Regions from separate parts of the Xenopus laevis genome. Here region 1 is linked to region 2. The links are chromatin contacts, called in public Hi-C maps. All regions are on one chromosome and are shown on one strand. The core of a region is the stretch at or near the end of the contact, and the rest is flanking DNA. Distances in the headings are between cores, read along the strand shown.

The links. A called contact is a pair of places that touch in the nucleus more often than the background predicts.
Region 1: a Hi-C map of the XL177 cell line shows a contact between it and region 2, with 5 times the contacts expected there. The contact joins the enhancer-like site here to the promoter of ntn3.L in region 2. A contact is called at or near these places in 3 of 4 Hi-C or Micro-C datasets (the XL177 cell line, the XTC cell line and animal cap).

What each region holds. Positions count from the first base shown.
Region 1 is chr9_10L:115,204,062-115,209,102 of Xenopus_laevis_v10.1, reverse strand. No RefSeq gene overlaps it. Among protein-coding and RNA genes, the nearest start is that of LOC108701616, 16 kb to the left of the region's middle. Within about 2 kb of position 2,357, at least 1 of the 7 cell types and tissues checked has an H3K27ac peak or open chromatin away from gene starts, as enhancers often do.
Region 2 is chr9_10L:115,082,619-115,087,702 of Xenopus_laevis_v10.1, reverse strand. ntn3.L (netrin-3) reads right to left here and starts at 2,982. Exons shown (of 7, transcript XM_018236481.2): 1 at 2,564-2,982.

The sequences.
Region 1 (5,041 bases), core at 1,108-3,607, 120 kb before region 2:
TACAAAAATGGGTATGGTCAAAAATTTTTGCCGCACTACAACATTTTTGTCCCTCTTTTTATTTCCAAAATGTTTGGAGGTATGAACATAGTTTGTAATGGCAAATGATCCGGGCCAGACTGTAGACAAAAGTGGCAGAAGGTAAATGAGGGGAATGGAAGTGGATAGGAGCAAGCAATGTCTCTTAAAGGAAAACTATACCCCCAAAATTAACACTTAAGCAACAGATAGCTTACATACATATTAAGTGGCATATTAAAGAATCTTACCAAACTGGAATATATATTTAGGTAAATATTGCCCTTTTTACATCTCTTGCCCTGAACCACCATTTCGTGATGGTCTGTGTGCTGCCTCAGAGATCACCTGACCAGAAATACTACAGCTCTAACTGTAACAGGAAGAAGTGTGGAAGCAAAAGACAGAACTCTGTCTGTTAATTGGCTCATGTGACCTAACATGTATGGTTTGTTTGGTATGTTTGTGTGCACAGTGAATCATATGATGCCAGGGGGCGGCTCTTATTTTTTAAAATGGCAATTTTCTATTTATGATTGCCCAATGGGCAATTTACTAGAAAAGTATATTATTATGAAAATGGTTTATTTACATGAAGCAGGCTTTTACATATGAACTGTTTTATGCAATATATAATTTATCTAATATCTAATTTAATAGAGACCTACATTGTTTGGGGGTATAGTTTTCCTTTAAAGTCTGTGTCCAGAAGCTATGCCCAAGAGGTGAATGAGCCTTTGATTGGATGGAAGGGCCCCTGAGGCTGAAAGCTGCACTATGCAAGATCAGAGAGGAGGAAGGGGTGAGGCCGGCTGTGTGTGCCAGGAATGTTGCTGCATACAGACTTTAATACTATAAAAGGAGACAGTGAGTAGGACCAGGGATGGGGCGAGCACTGGCATTTTAGTGAAGAGAAAGGGGAGGAGAGTATGCAGCCTGATCCCTTGCTCTATAATTCAATATCCAGAAATACAATACATGCAGTTTATGGTTAACCATATCTGTTACAATACCTAATCCTGATGGGCTTCACGATACAGCCAATATGTGAAAAATGTTTTCCACACTGTAGAAGATAACAATGATAAAAGGCTCTCAGGCCTCAATAGTTCATGTGGTCCTTTGAAAATATGGTGGACCGAAGGGCAGCAACCTATGTTGGTAAAATTCCATCCAAGTCACTTGCTTGTGATGCCTCTACAGTCCCTCTGCTCATTCCCAAACCATGTTTTGCAAACTACTGTATTGTTATAATGTACTGTGTCTGACTGATTTCCAGTGTGAGTTTTAAGAATACCCCATATTTCACACTAACTTGAAGTTAGGTTTTCAGGTGTTTCTAGGAGAGCAAAAACCATTTCTCCCTAATCTTACCAACTGGCCTTCAGGCTCAGCTTCCTTGCAGCTGCCTCCCCCCTTCAAGGACGTCAGTCTCACAGTTTGGGAATCACTGCTTTAAAGTGGACCTGTCACCCAGACACAAAAATCTGTATTATAAAAGTCCTTTTCAAATTAAACATGAAATCCAATTTCTATTTTTTATTATAGCATTCATAGCTGCTGTAAGCTCATTTAAAAATCTCAGCTGTCAATCAAATATTGTCTGCTCCTCCTCTGTACCCTGGGCATAGAGGCAGGGCAGACAATTACTTTCACTTTCCATTCAGCACATCAACATATTCCCCTGTTCTCTTTACCATTTAAATGTGTAGCCAGGGCATGGGGATGGACATCAGGTCCCCCATTCTGGTGCACAAACAATATTCTGAGATGATACAAGGCTTGCCTTAATAACAGTGTCCACAAAATGGCTGCTGCCTGCTTGCTATAATTATGAATTCCCAGACTGAAGGAAGCAAGATTCAAATAATTTATATAGTGTAATTAAAGTTCATTTTGCTTGACTAATGTGATAAAATAGGATTTTGAATAATTTTTTTGTGTGACGGGTCCCCTTTAAGGTGGCCCTACACGGACAGATTTAAGATGCCGATATAGGTCCTTTAGACCGATTTGGCATCTTATCTGCCCGTGTATGGGGAGTTCCGACAAGCCTCCCTGATGGATATCTGGCCAAAAATTAGGCAGTTTTGATGTTCCCTTGCGATTGAGGACCACATTGGCTAGTTGATGTGGTCCACGTCCCATCGATGCCCATTTCCATTGTTGTAATCCGTTTGTTTGTCGGGGAAAGATCAGCTCGTTTGTCAACCTTGCTAAACAATCGGATCTTGTTGTGTATGGCCACCTTTCGGGAGGAATTGTCCATTCTAGGCATTGGCATGTGTTTCAAACACCCTAAAATTCCTTGTCACATTCCATTATCTGTGGCTCCAAGGAAGCTTGAAAATCAAAGTGAAGAGACCCTCTCCAGGTGGGTTTATGGAAACCCAGTTTTGCTTTTAGATTTTTGTAGAATATCGTATAGGCTAAGCTCACCCACGGGATCATTTATAAACACTGGGCAAATGGGCAGTAACCCATAGCAACAATCAGATGATTGCTTTCAATGTTCATCCTGGAAAAAAAACGAATCATTGATTGGTTGCTTTGGGTAACTGCCCTGGTGCAAATGTACCCTCATTGGGTTTTAACGCACAGCCAAGTTATTCTTCCCAGCATTATTAATGCTTTGCATCCAAATGGTTTTCCTGCGCTACACTGATGAATTTTCTAAGCAGCTGCCCCTGTGCTCTTTAACCCCAGTGTGTAAGCTTTAGCCTATAGGGTACTTCATTGAATTGGATTTATTAGGATTTCCTTTCCAGAATGCCTTCTGCTTTACATGCAAGCGTATAGCATAGCTGTAAACCGTATTCACATACCCACATTAGTTGGTGTGAAGAAACGTAACAGTGATGTGACAGGACACGGCAACATTGAATTGGACTAAAACAAGGCTGTCTATTTCAAATCAAGACAGGTGGCAGAATTAGTCCGGTAGGGCCCCTGTCCTCAAGAGGGCCCTGGTGAAAGAGCCCTTTTTGCCCATTTATTACAGTCTTCTTGTCATTCATTCAAATGTCATCCTCTGCCAGGTGCTTATACTGAATCAGTGTCCTGGCCAATGCCCTACCCAGGAATAAATAGGCCTCAGAAGTACCACTGTGTTGATGCCTTTCTTCTCCTTTATATTTTTATGGAGAAAGAACACACCCTAGGGGCAGCAGTTGCAGATTCCAAACACTCACCGGGAAAATGCACCTGTGTGTAAAAGAAAGATAATAAAACTGAAATTCTTAAGGTAAAGAGGAAAAATATCATATGTCGTACCTGGATTATCCTGTATGTTATCGCAATTCAGCTGAATCTGACCTTCCTTTAACTGAATGGGTTAACCTGGCGATCAGAAGGTTAGAAAACTGATTTGAGTCAGGCCCAACCCAGTATCCCTCACAAGCTGTGTAAACTTTTTCTCGGTTAAATAAATAGAGACTGCAGGGGAAAAAATGCTCCTTATTTTCTTACAGTTTTGGAGAATTTAATGCCTGGGAGGGAGCCCGGAAAATGAGGCCAACTATTTGTATATACAGGTACAGCGTGGGCAGATTTAGTATATCCGTATTTATGCACAAAGCAGGTAGAGTATATATATCTATATGCATGGAATGTATTATATATACAGATGGAATAAATAGTGAGGTGCCGTCCAATTAATGCTTCATTATTCCTTCAATCATTTATTCCTCTCTCAGTGTTTTTACTCGGATAGCTTCAGTGTTTTTCATTGTTTTCAGGAGATTTCCGGGTGTTGCTGACACAGCAAGTGGGTCTCGGTGACTTCATGGCTCCTTTTGACATTATACATGTGTGATTTGAATGGTTTATTTTCCATGTTTGTGACTGGTCAGACACCCTTGACAAAACACGTGCTCATAGGGAGAGGGGAACGTGCTCATAGGGAGAGGGGAGTTCGAGTGTTGAACTTCTAACATCAGTACTTATACATATTCGCTTTAAAGGGGAACTATCGTGAAAATTAAAATGTAATATTAGCTTCAGCAAACTGAAATAAGAGACTTTCTAAATACAATCAATTAAAAATTCTGTACCGTTTCTGTAATAATCACGTTTATCTTCACTATTCCTCTCTCAGAATCTGTCTCTCCTCATTTTGGGGAAAATTCACTAACCTCCCCAGCGACGGCTTCGCTCACAGCGCAACACTTCACCAGGTGTAGATTCGCCAGGACAACACTAATTCACTAAAATCCGAAGTTGCGTCCAGGGCGCTGAACGATGGCTAAGTTGCACTAGCATTACTGCGCCAAGCAAAGTTGCGCTAGTGTTTCCTAATTTTCATACGGCGAGAAGTTAAAATTCAATGGACGTATATGTTGCAGCAAATACATTACACTACACAAGCCCGGGAAACCTTAATAAAATTTTAAAAAGTTGTTATATTGCCCTACATATGAGCCCAGTGTATAGTTTATGTGCCATATATTAGGAAATGTAGAGGGGAAGCCTGTTACCCCAAAAAAAATTTACGCTCTTTTTCAGCCTATCACCCTGAAAAAGGAAAAGACGCCAGCGTTTTTTGGGACTTTTTTTCAAATATTTTTTTATGAACTCCTATCTACTCTATTGCACTTTGCCTGGTCTGAGGTGGCGAAGGCAAGTCTGGCGCAAGAGGTAACGTTCAGTAAAATTTGAATCTTAGTGTATTTGCGTAGTTACGTCCATTCGCCAGAGCGCAAATTCGCCTGGCGTTAGGGAGCGAAGTACCGCTAGAGTCTATCTCCTTTGCTAGCGAAGTTATGCCAGCGACCATTAGTAAATCGCGAAGTACCAAAATGACGTCACGCTGATGAATTTTGTGACTTTGCCCTTTAGTAAATTTGTCCCTCTGTCTTCATTCAGGAGTTGGGTGTCAGATGAATGATTCAGTATATCTTATAGGGGGCTCATTTCGCCTAGAAGATGTATTAGAGCTCACTTTATTAAAATCACCAGAACGCCTGTCTACATGCAGAATTTGTGCAAAAAGCAGATGTTTTGTTAGATTTTGTTTGTACTGGAA
Region 2 (5,084 bases), core at 1,733-4,232:
TGCTTTTGCCTTATTTTGCTGAATTTCCACCCTATTTTAAAGCGGAAATGTTTTTTTTCCAGGAATGAAATAAAAAATTAGCCTGCACCACAATATTCGAAGTAACAGATAAATGAACCCTGCGGCTTTCATCATGGAGCTGAGTTACTGATGAACAGCGCCCCCTAATGGAATCACCTGACTTTAATGTTGGTACATTTCTGTAATCTGGGTACATTATAAATCCATATTATAATCATATCTATCTATCTCTCTTTCTCACTCTCACGATCTCTCTCTCTTTCTCTCTCCTCTCTTTCTCTCTCCTTCTCTCTTTCTCACTCTCTCTCTCTCTCTCTTTCCCTCTCTTTCTCTCTCTCTCTATCTCTCTTTCACTCACTCACTCACTCTCACTATCTATCTATCTATCTATCTATCTATCTATCTATCTATCTATCTATCTATCTATCATCGATCTATCATCTCTCTCTCTCTCTCTCTCTCTCGCTCTCTCTCTCTGTCACTCTCTTTCTCACTCACTCACTCACTCACTCTCACTATCTATCTATCTATCTATCTATCTATCTATCTATCTATCTATCTATCTATCTATCTATCTATCTATCTATCTATCTATCTATCTCTATCTATTATCTATCTATCTTCAAACATTCAGTGTAGCTTTGGTCAACTGTCTAAATGTTAAATATCTGTGTCCAGACAAATATCTTTCTCCTTTTATATAATTAATTTAAGCATAGATAAGGGGGACGGCCTACCCACTGTCTAAATGTCAGGATTAATTTGCACAGAATTAAATCCCAGATTGGGGGTTTGTCAACAAATCACTTAATTGACAATTGAATACGAAATGAATACGTCTAAGGCAATAAAACCCGCACAACTGAGATTTAAAGTGATAGTTTCCATTTATACCCACTGGTATTGCTATGGTGGTACCCCAGTTTTGTCTTTTTACCTTTTTTTTCTAAAAAAAAGTCCATTCAGCTAAAATGATAATGTGACTTTTTTTTTAATCCACAATATGCATTTAGCCCTTTTTGGAATGAGAGTGAAGATGTTTGCTTGGGAAAGGAAATGGACAATCCACTTTCCACTGGAAAGTGATAATTCTTTAGCTTTTTATTGTCGCTCATTACGCAGATTCAATTAACCCCCATTCACTGCTGTTTAAGTTCTTTTCATGGAAGGCCCATCCAAAAAAATACGTTTCTCATTAATATCATTTGAACCTTTGTTAATCATGCCTATTAGCTTTCTAATCTGGTGTTAACTGACCCGGGCCAAGTTGGGGGGGGGGCGGAAAGGGCATTGATTTGGAAATGACTCTCAAGTCTTTATTCCCTGCAAGGGGCAACGGCTGCACATCCCCGTGCAAAAACCACTTATCCTTCTCCAGCCCGGTGATTGGCTGTTAAAAATCTTTTATATTACAGGTATGGTATCTATTATCTGGAAACCCGTTATCCAAAAGCTCCTGAAATACAGGAAGTCCATTACTTATCGTGTTCTGTTTTAAGTAAGCAATTAATATATTTTAATGGTTTCTTCTTATCTGTAATAATAGGGCAGAAGCTTGTTGTTGATGGTAACTAAACTTCATAAATCCACACTGGCGGCAAAACAATCCTATAAGGTTTTTTAAATGTTTAACATTTTTTTTCAGTAGCACAAAAGGACTCCAGATTCCAGATAATGGATCCCATACCTGTAATATGTGCAGTGCAAATTGCCTATAGGATTCCAGTGAACTCCAGTATATCCTACAATATTGTCTCTATTCCCCCAATATCTAGAAACTCTGTATCCCGATCCCTTTCCTAAAACATCCAAACTGGGTTTATTCTCCTTTCAGTTGACACTTGATCTCAAATCATATACATTGCAGTGCAGTTTAACAGGTTGCGCCCATGTACAATATGTATTCTACATTCACAGTTGGGTTTAATCACAGACTAGAAATACCTGTTAATAAAAGCTTTTATTTTAAATGTATTTAAACTATAAAAAATATTAAGACCAAAAGAAATATCCATTTTTATCAATTAAAAGGATAATTTCTGAAAGTATTATTAACTCCCCCATTGATCTGCAGTGCATTTAGCAATAATAGTTTGGGGGAATTAAAAATAAAAAATTGCACTGGAAATTTGGGAAAAGCCGACGATTTCAGAAAAGTTTTAATGGAAGTATTATTAACTCCCCCAGTGATCTGCAGTGCATTATAGCAATAATAGTTTGAGGGGAAGGAAAAAAAAAATTTGCGCTGGAAATTTGGGAAAAGCCGACGTTTTCAGAAAAGGTTTAATTATAGTGGGATTAATTGGATGGTAACAACGTATTTTATTTGCTTTCAGACTATATAACCTGTGACCTGAGCACTAGCATGGCACAGAGACCGGGGGGGGGGGGAGAACTCCGAATTTAAGGAACATTCACAATGTATTTTTACAATATTAGTTGAACTGATAAATATTAATGCATATGCAGTGATTTTCTAGCTGGATACAAGAAGAAATATTTTACATGTCATCCAAGGGACAGAATTCATTTAGTCACTTACAGTTAGAAGACAGGTACTCCTCTTGCTCTTTAATCCTCCGCTCCGGGGTATTATCCGGGGTTGTATGAAGGCCCGGCACATCCAATAGAGGTGCAATGCTGTATTCCTGCAAATTGTCTCAGAAAAAGCACTTTTTTCCTTTATAACCGCCTGCGATTGTCTCTGCTATAGTGCAGGCAGATAGGAGTTGGAGAAAAGGGGGAAACTATCCTAAAAAGGGGTGAAATAGAAGAAAGATGAGACTATAGTAAAAAGGCATGCAGGGGGTTAAATAAGGTGCTGCGAGTTAATTAAAGGAACGGCGGGTGAAAGAGAAAGAGATCTCTAGTAAGAGGGTCACCCTGGTAGATGCTGAGTTATGCAGAGCAGCCTGAGATGTGTTACATAGCCCTGTGCTTCCTCTGCTCTACCACTTCAAGGCATTACACTTTTCTTTAGTTATCCCTCCCCCTCCCACCCTGAAGTATCACTCCTTCCCAGGCTCTACGGTGTGAAAGGAGGGGGGTCCCCAGCAAGTGTGTGTGTATGTGTGTGTGTGTGTGTGTGTGTGTGCTTCAGATACTCACCACGAAGGAGAAAAATAGGGGAGAAGAAACACTTTAGAGCTATGATTCAATAGGAAAAGCAGCTGTTTAATAAGGATTGTGCAGTTTATTGAAACCTGCTGGGAAATATGGTTTTCTCCAGCACTTCACCTGCCAGGCGTATGGGTGTACCCCGTGTGCTGTATTGCACTCTGCTCTTTACTTACTTACTTAAACTTACACTCTCTTCATGAACTTGGGGCTCATTTATCAACACCGGGCAAATTTGCCCAAGGGCAGTTACCTATAGCAACCTGTGATTAGCTTTTTAAAGCCAGCTACAAATACAACAATGAATGCAGCAATTTGATTGGTTGCCATGGGTTACTGCCCATGGGCAAATTTGCCCAGTGTTGATAAATGATTCCCTAAAGAGAACATATTGGCTCAGGGTATTCTGGACTGGAAGTGACACATGTATCTCCATATACATGTTAATTCCTGCAAGTCTAAACTGCCATACTGGTTGCTATGGATCTGGGAGACAATCAGCACCACACGGCTAATCAAGTCATCAAAGATTGTGTCTCACCTTTAGAAATCTTTCATATGCAGAACTGGGCTTCTGTAGAACAACACCATCTAGTGGTACAAAATACATTGTGGTGCTTAAAAGGTATTTGTATGTCTATTGAATGGTGATTGCATTCAGTCCAGTTCCTAGTTTGCATTCCAGCCATTCAGGCAGTTCCTATACCTCCAGTCAGCGGCCAATGGCTGAAACTTATACATGTAAATGATCCAACGCCCTTAACTTTAAGAATAATATCTGGGTGTGTTTGATAGGAATAGGGTTGCCACCTGGCTGGTATTTCACCGGTCTGGCCGGTAAGAATGATGGTTGATCCCAATGTTATTAATAGGGAAAAAAAGATAAATATATATGAAGGCCAGTATTTAATTCCGGAAAAGGTGGCAACCCTAGGTAGGAATGAGCTGAATCTTGGATCTGGCCAATCCTTGTTGTTCCGCCATATTGAATATGAACCCTGAATGTCATGTGAAGCAGTGGTCTCCAAACCTGGCCAAAAGCAGGAGACTGTGGGTAGGCAGTTAGGGTGAGATATAGGGGAGTAGGGTTTTTTCCAATTCTAGATACTCGTGGAAGCCCAGGGTATTTGATTTGGGGTGAACACTTATTTGCTGCCCTAGATATTTCTTTAAGATGTGGCTGAAACAGCAACGCTTCCATATATCTGTAACCTGGTTATGAGCCAGGGCCTTGACCTAATGTTGGACCTTGAAGGCTTGAACCAAAATGGTTGCCTTCTGTAATACACACACACAACACACACACATATACACATGCATCTGGGATGACTTCCTCATGATAGATGAAACTTATTGTGTGCCGGCAGGCTCCTGCCAATACTGTGAATACCGTTATGTTGAGTTCCTTTGTACAAGGTGCTAATGGGCTTTTTTCCCCCTATTCTACACTGGCCTATTGGAGAAGGATTTCCATAATTAAACAAGGAATTAGTGACAATTAGCTTGGTGTTTGCAGGTCAAGAAGAAAGCGAGTCGCCAGCAGCTTAAAAAATGGGGGGTCAGAGAATTGTACTTTGCCTTTCCAGAACAATATCTCCGGCTGTATTCCGTCAGCTGAGAATTTGTGCTGGTTCTTTTGTTCTGCGGGCACAGCTCCATGTTGTGGGTTGGGCAACGGACATTGTTATTGTAAACTGTGCCTTAGTAGTGCATTAGTCTGATTTTGCACCAAAAGTATGTCATAATGCATACCCCAGGCCTGAGGTGAAAGGCAAAGAAACCCTGTGTTTTCTGGCTCATTTACACAGCACGGTCCTAGTGCCGAAATATATATATATTTTTTTTAAAAACGACATTTTTTTTTTCTCTAGTGCAAAAGCTGTTTTGTGATTTAAAAAAAAAAAAAAGAAGCCAGATGTGAGCATTTTATTGGAAATTTAAAGAAT